Linked DNA regions of Anser cygnoides: region 2 is linked to region 1. Evidence: chromatin contacts called from public Hi-C data. All regions are on one chromosome and are shown on one strand. Each heading gives the region's core, a stretch centred on a gene start, on an enhancer-like site or on the middle of the called end of the contact. The rest is flanking DNA. Distances are from core to core; before and after follow the strand shown. Region 1 overlaps ZBTB16 (zinc finger and BTB domain containing 16). Region 2 holds the start of RBM7 (RNA binding motif protein 7).

Evidence for each region. A called contact is a pair of places that touch in the nucleus more often than the background predicts.
Region 2: a Hi-C map of liver shows a contact between it and region 1, with 6 times the contacts expected there. The contact joins the promoter of RBM7 here to the enhancer-like site in region 1. A contact is called at or near these places in 2 of 7 Hi-C or Micro-C datasets (both in liver).

What each region holds. Positions count from the first base shown.
Region 1 is chr21:2,315,324-2,321,670 of Taihu_goose_T2T_genome, forward strand. It overlaps ZBTB16 (zinc finger and BTB domain containing 16), which reads right to left. Exons shown (of 7, transcript XM_066981283.1): 3 at 3,627-3,724. Among named protein-coding and RNA genes, the nearest start is that of ZBTB16, 46 kb to the right of the region's middle. Within about 2 kb of position 2,613, at least 3 of the 3 cell types and tissues checked have open chromatin away from gene starts, as enhancers often do. A contact at or near this core is called in liver, where this site is marked.
Region 2 is chr21:2,388,439-2,394,785 of Taihu_goose_T2T_genome, forward strand. RBM7 (RNA binding motif protein 7) reads left to right here and starts at 2,534. Exons shown (of 5, transcript XM_066981155.1): 1 at 2,534-2,689; 2 at 2,991-3,153; 3 at 3,746-3,842; 4 at 4,342-4,435; 5 at 4,888-5,743. The coding sequence starts at 2,594. The coding sequence ends at 5,307. REXO2 (RNA exonuclease 2) reads left to right here and starts at 6,182. Exons shown (of 7, transcript XM_066981157.1): 1 at 6,182-6,340. The coding sequence starts at 6,209.

The DNA.
Region 1 (6,347 bases), core at 1,363-3,862:
TCAGGTAAGGGGGGAAAAATAAGCTGGCTCTGAATCAGCAGCCAGGTCTAGGAAGTGAGCCAAAACAGGAGCTAAAAAGCAAACCATATTCTTCTGGTCTCAGCTTAGACTCTTGAGGCAGAAAGGATTTGGGGGGAGGGGGGGGAATGTATTTTTCATCAGGCAGTGTATAATTTATAAACAGCATTAAACAGTTTTTGTTTTCTTTCTTCCTCTCTCCTGTGTGTGCGGGTTGGCCGGCAGTCAAGCCTGCATTAATTTCTGCTGTGGGTACAGTGTGTTCTTGGATGCACATCTGCGGATGATCATAAACGCAGGAATGCTGGCAGAACATCCAGACCTGCCGGCAGGCCGCTGACATCACTCGGGGACCAAGCGCGGGACGGCAGCCAGGGGGGGGGCGGGAAAAATCCCCAAAGAGGCTCAGCGCTTCCCTTTCTGCTCCGTCTTACATCGAACACCGGCGAACAATACCCGCGGCCGTGGGGAGGGAGGAGCGAGGCACCGCGATGAACTATCTCCTCCATCTCTGATAAAACATCCTCCAGCACTCAGTGCTTCATCGGGAGATAACCACCAAACGCGAAGGGGAAGGAAAGTTTATGTTCATTACAGAGATATGCAGCGGGTGAACTAGCCGCAGTGCCAGATCCTGGCAGAATGAAGCCCATCCTCCGACAGCCTGGGGCACACACCTTGCTCCCAGCCAGGTGCCCCGCTGCTTCCTCGCCCCGGACCACCACCCCCTGAGCACCTGGCATCCTGCTCCTCGATGTGTGCTCAGTGGGGATGGGACCACATCCTGCTCCCAGCACCTCGCACCTAGGTGGGCAGCACCGCACCAACCCCGGGGCTGCTCCTCCATCGCCCCGCAGCTCTCAGGAAACGCAAGGGCGCATCCTCGACCTTGGCCGTGCCACCGGCTGCAGCCCAGCCAGGTCAACGAGGCACAAAGGCAGGGGCACGCTGCCCGAGGCGGGCATTTTGCGAAGGCACCGTCCCTTCGCCAGCCCACCCCGTCACTGCTGCGCCCAGTGCTTTTGCTCCTTGGCGGGGAGGCTCCAGGTTGTCACCCACGCCAGGCTGCCAAAGTTTGCACAATGCCCGAGCGTTTCGAAAGCTGCGCGTGAGCCGGGCAGGCGGCTCCAGGGCAGCGGCGGCGGCACCTCAGTTTGCTGCAGAAGGGCACGCTGCTGCCCACGCACTGCACCTCTCCAGCACGCATGGCCTTGCCCAGATTTGTCCCCATTTAGTCTGGAGAAGGGAAAGGCCATGGCATCCATCTCCAAGGCACAGATTCCCGATCAGAAGTACAGGCAAAGCAACCAGGAGGAAAGGAGTAAATCCCCCCAAGCTGGGATTTTCTCATCTCACTTTCCCTGACAATGAATTTTTCTAGGAAAGGAAGCTCTCTGTCATTCTTCTAATGTAATCTTTTAAGTTTTTGCAAGCACATCTCAGTTAGGAGTGGGCAGTGTTAATGTAGCTGCACCACACATACACCAATAGTTTGCACTTCATTAAGGGTAAGCCTACACTGAAATGTAAACATTTGGTGGAGTATTTATCATGCACCTGAAAGCTGCTGAGATAACACTGCCGAATAACCTCAGCGCTACACCAAGCACCACAAAAACCCCCGTTGGGCTAGCTTGGACATTTATAAGGATTATAATTACTAGCTCCACCTGTATAATATTCATTTATGTCCCCATCACTTTTTTGGCAGGTTGTATTTAGAAAGAAGCAAAGTGGTCAATAGTCATGACGATAAAACATGCAAATTCCTGTTTGGGTTCTTTCAGTTTTGCCTTCTTGTGTTGGAGCATTTCAGCTTGAGAAGAAGGTCATCGCTTCTCCAGTCCCACTCGAGGAAGAGTTTGTTCAGAAAGCAAAAATCGGATGACTGGGATGACTGAGCAGCCATCCAGCTCTGGCAGCTGAGGTTTGAGAGCCAGCAGCACTGCTCCTGAAGGCAGCCACCCCGTGCAGCAGGACACACAGGCAGGACCTGTGCACCCCCTGCCCACTGCCCTGCCTCAGAGGGGCGATGGGGACCTGCTCCCTAATTGGTTCATTAGCTTAAGTACACCTTTTATCATCAGGTATCACTCATAAACACTCGGTTAGTTAAGTTTTAAATGCAAACTGCAATTACATTCAACGTTTACTACCTTTGGCATATAAGGCCTTTGAAGGGGGGGAACAGGGGGCGAGGGGGCCACAACCCGTCCCGGTGTGCCCATCTCCCGTGGGGCAAACTCCTAATTAAATCATCAGTTTGCGCACAAGGCAAACAGACTTGGGATCGCGGCGTCGGCATGCCGGGCGCTGAAAACAAGCCTTGGCGCTGCCGACCCTGCACAGCCTCGCTTCATCCCGGCCGGGGGGACGCGAGGGGAGAGGTGCAAAGGTCTCATGCTTTAATAAATAACAGCGCTGGAATCCGCCGTGGCTGTTTTCGAGTGCTGGGAGAGCTCACCCTGCCCCCCCCACCCCACCCTTGCCAGATTAGAGAAAAAATTAATCCTGCGCGATGACAAACTTGGCTCGGCGTGCACTGTACATACTGTACCCACAAGGCTGGCGGCCGGCCAGGGACGGGCTGTGAGCCAAAGCGACAGTAACAAACACAAGCCGCGCACGCCAGAGCCGCGGGGAGGAGGGGGACGCCTGCTCCGCGCCCGGCACCACGAGGCTCCGGACCTGCCGGCACCCCAGTCCCCGGCCGGAGCCCACCCTGTGGGCTTGACCCCCAAAAAGCAGCGAGGCAGCCCCAGATGGTGGGCAGCGTACTTCCCCAGGAGGCAATGAGATGAGCACCCATGCTGCCACGCATGGTGGGATTTTGCTTAAAGAAGCTGGGCTGCAGGAACCAGCATCCCTGGGGAGCCCCCCTGCCAGCATGACTTCAGCTGCGGGATCAGCTGCCCTCGGTGACTGCCCCTTCAGTAGGGGACCAGGATCCCCCTACGTTTCAGCAAACAGGTCCAGTGGCTGCCTGTGGTGTGTTTTTTTCTCTTTAATTAAAAAAAACCCTAGCTGTACATGGGGCTGCATGACCAAGAGGAATGTCAGGCTAAATTGACTTGCAGAACACAAGCCTCCTCGCTAGCACAGCATTCCAACCTTCCTATATCTGTTTAATTAAAGGGCCTGCATAATTTGAACCCGATAGTTAGATTCATTAGACAAAGAATACCTAATTCTGCAATGGTTTTGCTAATGAAACTGTGCTGGGCGCCTGCACGCGAGGAGCAGGGTGCTGGACACGCGCGCTGAGCGGCGCGCAGGAGCTGAGGCGCAGGCACTGCCCGCGGCGCGGGACCTCTGGCAGCAGCGCAGAGCAACAAGTGGTACGTGAAGTTTGTTATTCCAAGCTGCCTAGCCTGGAAAATATTTCCCCAATTAAAGAACTGAAAACAAACTTTAAAAACAAAGTAAAAAAAAAAAAAACACCTCAAGTTATGGGCACCGGACTGGAAGTTTGCAATTTGCTGCTCTGAAGAGGATGAAGCCTCCTCTGGACGAGATGCACAAGCTGGGTGGCTGCAGCATGTTTGGGTGGGCCCAGGTGGGCACTCTCTGTGCCTCCCCCCGCCCCCAGCACCCCGCTTGCAACCCACCTGAGTGAGCCAGTAAGTGCATTCGCAGCCGCAAGCTGTCCAGAAACCGCTTCCCGCACAACTCGCATCCGTACGTCTTCATACCGCTGTGCAGCTTCCTAGGGGAAAACAGACGGATTAGTCCTCGTGTGTGCGGGGAGAGGGGAGGGCACGAAGGGGGAAGTTTACTCCGAGCGTTAACACCAAGAACCTCCTGAATATTTCATGAAATCTACACGTTACCTGTGAATTTTCTCGTTAGCTTGCTGGGAACACAGACCGCAGGAGTGCGTGCCTGGCGTGGTGGGGGGGGCTGTGGGGAGGCCAGCACGCTGGGGGCGTCCCACTGGGGTCCCCACAGCATCAACACCAGGTGCTGGCCTCCAGGACAGGAACGAAGCCCCTGGCCTCCATCCCCAGGCCCGAGCCCTGCTGTGTGCGGGTGGGCACGCGGGGCACTGCGGGCAGGAGCCCGGCAGAAACCGGTTCAAGTTTACAAAGTGCTTTAGGAAAGGTCCTGATGGGAGCTCCTGTTTGAGTTTCCAGGATTGATTAGGTGAGCTTCTCATCATTAATATTTCTCACCATTATTACAGGTGGATTCTTTTAATAAATTCAATAAATCTGAAATTATGATAGTGTATACTGTATTACTTTAATCTACTGAGAGAGAAATTAAAATGAACTATTCAAATATATTCAAGAAGGGCAAGTTCACTGCTAACATAACTAAAAAAACCCAAACCATGAAGCCAGACATAGCTCAGTACCAAGAACTGGAGTCTGCTCAAAGGTGCTAACCCAGCCCCTGACGTGGCAGGGGCTGCTGCAGGTGAAGTTGCATTTCTCTGTTTCTGTTCACTCAGCTAATTCAGCCTCCAATGTGGTCATTCAAAGAAAGAAACCAACAGGGAGCTGAAAGCCCAGGCAAGCTTTTTGTTGTTTTCTCCCCTCTCCAGCATAAAAAACTCTGCCGCAGAAGACATCTATGAGCTCTGCGTGGCCACGGGATACACACTGATGAGGAATCAGCCCCTTGTATTCGTTAGTCATTCTTGGTGTTGACACTAAACATTTTTTTCAGTGAACTTCTTACTATGCGTCAAACACTTTATAAAATTGCAGCTTCACTCCAAAAAAATTCCTAGAGGTTCTTTGTATGCATTTTTAATTAAATCCCAACTTCTATCCAAATTCAGCCTGACACAAATCACAAGTGAAAAATTAATCATCAGCTAGTGAACAGGAAACATGCCTCTCACCATTTCCTGGCACCACAGCGTATAAAATAAAATCTGCCTAGGCTGAATTGCACAACTGCATGTCTAAAAGGGCCAGGGCAAATTGCATGTCCCAGATCACACGAAGGTGCACATGGTTCAGGCGTCGTGCCGGTGTCTCTGTCAAGACATGGGCAGAGGAGACGCTGGAGCAGCGATGGCTTCGTTCTGCCCAGGACTGAGCCTGCCCTCCTGCGCCTGCTCTCAGGCACCCAAAGGTGCTGGGTGCCACTCCCGTGCAGCACAGCAGGGCTGTGGATGGGGTGTCCGCTGCAGCCCCTCTCGGGCACTTTGGGGTTCCCCCATCACTCCCCCTGCAGCCCCGGGCACGCGAATTGAGGGCAGCGGATGCTGCTTGGCCGCAGGAGCCAGAACCCGCGCCGCTTTCCTTTCTTTGCTGTGAAGACATTTATTCTCCTTTTGGGTAGCAAACAACCCGCAGCAAATTGGAGCACTCCATCAAACGAAACAACACGTAACAGACGGTGTTTGCATGGAGCTGGACAGGAGCACCGTCCATGTCGGACTACAACGAACAAACAAACAGGAGGACCACGTTCCTGGGGCCATTGCTGAAATCCCGGCGTGATGCCAGTGCCCAGCGCGGTGCCCGCAGTGGCCCTGCGAGTGCCGCCGACCAGGGGCAGCCGTCCTGTCCCGGCCGTCCTGTCCCGTCCCAGACCCTCTCCCCAGGCACCTGCCCGTGCCACCCCTCAGCGTCTCAGGGCTCAACGCAGCAGCAGTCGCTGGTCCAAGCACATGGGGAAACGCCACGCAGAGCCTGCTGAGTTGATTTGATGATGTCAGCTGCTGATAAATATATGCTGTTACAAACCAACCAGCTCTGCAACTGACAGAAGCATTAAAAAAAAAAAAAAAAGAAAAAAAAAGAAATCCCCAAGTAACCAATGTTTCCAGCCAAGTTTACTGACTTTTGCCGAAGAGACACACCCCATTTAACATGAACTCTTCATACTGATGGCAGGGAAGAGTTTGCGATAGCAGAAGCATGTGCAAAGTTTCAAAATCAGATTCTGTAAACAGAGAAGCATTTGTATGTGTTTAAGAAGTAACACACCAAATAGCTACATGCTGACCTCTGATCAAATCCACCATTTACCATCGCTTTGCAATAAGACAAGTATATTTTTATTGTGTTGTTGCCAAACACAAACCAGAAATGGTCTTGTGCAAGACAAGACAGTGAATCCTGAAGGCAACCCCGCTCTGGTGCTCGGCCCTGAGCAGCACCCGCTCTGCACAGCCAAGGAAGAGGCAACTTTGCCTTTACCTGTGTGCTGAGAGTATGCTCATGCTCTGAGCTGTAAGTATTTCACTGATGGCCAAAGACATTTATGAAAGATTTGGGATGGATTTTTTCCCCCTCCTTTTTGCTTGCTCAAAGAACTCAATCATTTCATTTGCACAAAGAATGAAACTCCTTTGCACTTCTCAATGCAAA
Region 2 (6,347 bases), core at 1,284-3,783, 73 kb after region 1:
TGCGGTTATTGTATTAGCTGGCGTGACCCATTCTTTCAGGCTCTCCAGTGAAAGAACTGTCATCTGCAATGGCTTTGTCTGACTGATCTCTCTATCATTTGATGTAATTACGGGTACCTGTTTTCTAGTAGGATAGCAGGGCGTGGAGAATTTTCAAGCATCCACTTTCAGTTGAACAGCCCCATTACCACAGCACTGAAAAAGATTGTCGTCGGCGCAGGGAAGTCAGCGAGGCAGCTGAATAACCCGAGGAGCATGAGTGCAATCAGGCAAGAGAGAAGGCGCAGCTGACATCTGCAATCAGTGCTGAGGACAGAGACTGCACTACAGACACAGGACAGACACACAGACTACAGTCTGGCTGTGGGCTCATGGACTGTCCGACATAGCTCAGGCTGTGCCTAACTGGAGGGGAGCTCAGGGAGATCTGTAGCCAGAGAACAGCAACCTGTAGAACAGGCCGGTATGGAGCATTAACCAAGGTGCATTCCATCAGAGTTATTGTCTCGGCATTGCATTTGCCTGTTACATTTCAGAGCTTCAGTAGAGGAGAATATTTTCTTTACTGTAGGCAGCGTTAGCCCCAGCTTTCAGACCTACGAGGCAGAAAGTCACAGCTCCCGGACTGGCACTCAGCATCCATGCCCTTTCCCAGCCTGTGAGCTGGGACTAGGCGATAAGATCGTGCACATGCAACAGCAGCAATCTGAGAACTAATTGCTCTTCTTGCCTCCACTGATCTGACATGAACACCACTTTCTCATGTAGCTGTATCAGGCAAGGATACAAATGATGCTGGGGAGAGCTGGTGTCTCTGCTATCTGTGACTTGTGCGTGTCACCTGCAAGACTGACACTGATTTCTTGGGCTCTTTCCTTTGCGATGTAAAAATAATTGTTAAAACTGATTATTAGTGGAACAGGAAGACTACTAAGAGCCAACACTAAGAGCCTAATCTAAAGGTGAAAACTATAAGCAGAATTGGTAAGTTTCTGTAATATTCAAGAACATAAGCTCCTGTATACTAAGAGTGAAAATAGGAAGCTTACAAACACTTTTTGCCCCTGAAAGCAAATACCTTTGTGGGTTTTATTGAAGAGCAAAATGGGAATATAACAACAAAAAAGGCAAACACCACAACAGGATTGTAATATGCCTGTAAAAGTCTGAAATTGTTTTCTCATTCCCTTTTTGTGCATTTTTTTGGGTCTTGGACATACAAGACTGCAACAGGCCAGCCTGAGTCCATCACCCTGTTCTGTGGGTCCCTCTGAATTCAGCCAGCTGCGTACGGCACACCGTGCAGGACTGCGACATCCATCTGAAGATGCCCAGCCCAAGTGAAGAAAGCTGATGATGGTAAAGCTGTCAAACACACTTCCAACCAAACCTATGGGGACCCAGTAAGGAAAAAAACACAGAAGAAAGTAAATGAGGCTCCAGGGAAATTAAGCCAAAGTGGAAGTCCTGGCAGAGTAGGGTAATAATTTCCTTTCTGAATGAGTAACTGTTTAGAATTTAACCAGGCGAACACGATTAAACCAAATGAATATAAATTCTAGGTGCGGTAGTAAGTAATGAACTGGAGAAAATGAACAGGGCCTAATTAACAAGAAAATAGGATATGCCATAATGCATTGAAATCTAATGAAAAATGAGGGTTGAACTCCCCCTTTCAAAAATTTTCCAGATGGAAAATATCCTTGTTTTACATCCAGCGTGTTCCAAAATATCCAGGGAATTACAGTTGTTGAGAACTGTACTTACCATGTAATCAAACAACATGGGAACAGGGAGCTATTTCGCAAAACACTGGAGAAGTACCTTAGCTGAGAGATGGGTGTCCAGAACTCTGCTCAAACATAAAAGCAGAAGTGCCATCTTCACATTAAAGTGTAATACAGCTGTTTAGAGGAGGAATGCAAAGCAGCCTGCCTGCGTCTGCGCCATTACAGGAGGCAGTATTTGGGATGGTGGAGGCCATCAGACAGAGTATTGCGGCAATAAAAGGGAACGAAGCAACGGAACGCTCAACACTCCAGTCAACGCCGTGCTTGCTTCCTTTTTATTACTATTACACAGAACAACTGTGCTCATCCTGCGGGCCGGGCTTCAGCACAGCTCACGGCAGTCACAACGAAGTTACCTCACCCCGCTGGTCGTGGCTGGGCTCTGGAGCAGGACCTGCGAGAGAGGGAGGCGTTGAGAACGTGGGGATAACGAGGGCCGCCTCACGGCGAAGCCCCCTCACGGCGAAGCCCCGGGACAGGGCGTGCAGGAGGGAGCCGTTGGGGGCTCCGAGCTTCCCACCGCAGCCCTCGTACAGCCCACGACCCGTAACTACAGGCTTTTAGTCACCGAAGCTCAGTTACGCAGGCTGCTGGCCACCCAGCCCCACCGCCACCCACCCTCCCGGTCACGCAGCCCTGCGGCCGCTGCCACCGCCCTGCGCAGGGCGGGGCTCCCCGCTCCCCGCCCCCCCCGGAAAGCTCCGCTCGCGGCCCCGCCCCCATCCGTGACGTGGCCCCGCGCCGTCGGCGCCTGCGCAGCAGCGAGCGGCGGCCCCGGCGAGCGCGGGCGGCCCGGCCGCGCGATGGGAGCGGCGGCGGCCGAGGCGGACCGGACGCTGTTCGTGGGGAACCTGGACCCCCGCGTGACCGAGGAGCTGATCTTCGAGCTGTTCCACCAGGTGCCGCCGGGGCCCGTGGCCGCGGCCCGCCCGCTTTATGCTCGGCCCGGCGGGGCGGGGCGGGGCGGGCGGTTGGCGGCGCCATGGCGGGGCGGGGCCGGGGCGGCGTACGGCGGCCGCGGGCGGACAAACTTGTGCAGGAGCGGCCCGGCCGCGGTGCGCCCCCGCGCGGCCTTCTCCCGGGGGCCCTCCTCCCTTGTGGGGCGGGTTTAAAACTTTAAAACTTTTTTTTTTTTTTTTTTTAAAAACTCTGGGGAGCTGCTCCGCTCCCGTTTAACATCTCTCGTTTCTTGATCCGCAGGCAGGCCCGGTAATTAAGGTTAAAATCCCCAAGGACAGGGATGGCAAGCAGAAACAGTTCGCGTTTGTGAACTTCAAGCACGAAGAATCCGTCCCCTATGGAATGAGCCTGCTGAACGGGATCAAGCTGTACGGGAGGCCTATCAAAATTCAGTTCCGATCAGGTACCCAGAAAAAGAAACGTTAAATAACACAGTTACCAAATGGGAAGCAGAGCTGCCACCTTCCTCCTCCTCCTCCCCAAACCTGACAGAGGTGCGCTGAGTTGGTTAGTGATGGTTGTTGCACATGCTTCTCATCAAACTGCCACTCACCTGCTAGCTGATGACTTTGTAGAACAGTGTTGTCATACAGGCATGTGCTTTTGTCCTTGGATTTTGACCAGGGACCTACCTGCCACTTAAGGGGACATATAAACCCCAGGCTGAATCTTCTCTTTTGTTTTGTTCGATTATTTGTTCCATGCCCTTGAAAGCCCCTCTAAATTATACCAGCAGTGAAAGTTGCATCTGACTTCAGTAAAGTGAGGCATGTTGGCCAGAATATTGCAAGCTTGATTGCGTCTTTCCCAACTGGGCATTAAGACGGATACAGTATCTTGTTTTGGAAACCAGATTGTGTGCTTTTGCAGATCACTGGTGAAACTTGAGAGCTAATTAAGCATGGGGAAATTGTTAGCATCTTACAAGTTCATTTCATATCCAAGTTAATCTAACTGATGTTTGGCGGTCTCATGAAATGTTTGTTTCTCTTCAGGGAGCAGTCATGCATCTCAAGATGGTAATTCATCTTCTTTACCACATGGAACTGCCAATACGAGCCCATCTGGCACAGTACATCCAGCTTCCAGCAGGTAAGAGTCCGCACTGTAGGTACACGTGTGTAGTTCAAGTTAAAAAACAGTACTGACACACTCAGCTTTCCCAGTTCTCATTCCAAGCACAATTTACTCTTTTTTTTCTCTATGGAATAAGTACTTGCACTATTATTACCTTCAGTACCCTGCATTCTCGGTACCTGAAAACCTAATGCAAAAAGAAGAGCGTCATCTTGAAAGTGATTTTCCAAAAGATCTGATTGCCAGAGCTTCTGGCCCAGGTCACATTCCTGTTTAAAAACTGTTTTCCTATGAGTATGGAAAAGATTCGGTGATGTGGAGAGAGTTCTGCCAAATACACAATGCAAGCGTGTCAGCACTACTTTCTCACAGCAGTAGTAAGTTCAGGGTAATGCTTGCCCAGTTATTTTTTTCTAATTGTAGCAGTGTGACTGGGCTGCAAGTACCCCTTAGACTGGCAGTAGTCTATGATAGAAACATTTAAGACTAAAATTCCTAATCCCTTTTTCTGCAGATACGATAAGAGTCCAGATAATATGGTAGCAGCAGGATTCTCATCCGTGCAGAGGTCTCTGCCGTCTCCTGATAACCTTCAGAGACAAGGAGTGGTAAGCTGGGCTGTTAATAGTGTCTAAACCTGCAGTCACTCACAGATGATGGATAACGTGAAAGAGTTGGCTCTAATTTTGAGTACTTAGATGTTTCCTATAATGATTGTATTAAGTCACAAGAATGTATTTTTGGAGTGTTGAAATAACCGTTCCAAAAGATTGACAGTTCCTGCTACCAAGCTGTGTGATGTCTGGGCGGTCTTGGAGCTTTACAAGTCCAGCTGTAGATAAAGCACTCAGTAGCAGCCATTCCGTAAGTCTGCAGTCAGTCTCATATTGTTGGTTCATTTTCATTTTTCCTTGTATTTGCAGCATGATTCATGTGGAACTTGGAGGCCAACACAGGAGATTAAAATTTATCAGGACCCCGTGCCACAGACTAGTTAGAGCGCTCTGCCAGAAGGAAAGTGCATCGAATCCACCAAGCCTTTTTCTCTTCTGTCTTCCAGATGCATGGTGCGATGCGGCAGCAGTCTCAGTACGGTGGGAAGTATGATCACCCCGGCTTTGCTGCCTCTGGGTACCAGCACGGGCACTCGTTTAATCACTCGTCAGCCTCCCAGATGCAGTGGCGCCCAGACGTCGCAGCACTGCGCAAGACCAGGATGGGCTCCCACCCCTATTACTCGGACAGTAGGCATTTTGGCCGAGAACAGCGTTTTGGGGACCGTGGGCCTGACTATTGCAGGGGCAAAAGGGATGACTACGGCTTTGATGACAGAGGCCACGACTCTGGATCTGACCATCATTACCGGGGGAGCAGAGATGACTTTGTCTATGAAGACAGGAATCGTGAAAGCTGGAGCCACGATTACGATAACAGAAGAGAGAACTACAGAGAGGGCAAGTGGCGCCCGTCACGGCATTAACAAGCATTCAGTAGGCTTTAAAGAACTTTATGGGAAACTTAAATCTGTTTCTAACTGAATCTGTGTAAAATAAACCCATCAAAGTTACCATTTAATATTTGTAAAACTACTAGCCGCAGAATGCTCCAAAACTGGCATCTTAATTTTAAATGTTAACTCAACACCTCAGGGCTTTATGCAAGAAAACAAACGTGCCACAGTTTAAGAGTTACTGTTGGGTGCTTGTATTATAACGAAGAGTGTATTTTTGTAGTGCAGCTGAAGGAGGCGGGCTCTGTGTCAGGTGTAGGCACACACCCTTTGAAACAGAGCGTAAGGGGTATGATGCTTTGTGGCATCCGAAGCGCGTGTCGAACTGTTTTGATACATAAACGATTCCTTTTGAATATTCCTTGCTTTGGAGAAGAACATTAAAAGTCTCCCTGTGGATAACCCATACACATTTGAATGTTTTTACAGCCTAGCTTTACTCATTCAGTTCACCCACGTTTGTACCCATTTGGCCTTTGAGAGGGAAATTTGTTTGAGAAAAGCTCCTGCGGTGGTCGGAGAGCTGGGAGTACGACCGGTTAGCGGCCGCCTCCCGGTAACCGGCTGCACTGACCATGTTCCTTCTGGGGGTAGAAAGCAAGACCCGACGAGGCGTGTCTTAAACTAGAAAACCACCTCTGCCACCGGGGGCCGCCAGCCCCCCGCTGCCCCCGGCCCGCTGCCGCCATGGCCCCGGCCGCAGCCCCTCAGCCCCGCCCTCCGCTCCCGGCGCACCCCGCGCGGCCGTTGCTCTCGGAACTACGCCTCCCAGCAGCTCTCGCGCTCGCCGCCCGCGCTCGCCCTGGGGCCGCCGCCGCGGGGCCTGCCGGGAAGTGTAGTTCGGCGGCGGCACTTTGCGGCCTGGCCGGCGATGCTCGGCGGCAGCCGCGGTGGCCTCGGTCGCCTGCGGAGCTGCGCCGGGCGGCTGTGGCGGGGCCGGCGGCGGGCGGCGGCCATGGCCGGCGGCGGCATGGGGCAGCGCATGGTCTGGGTGGACCTGGAGGTGCGGG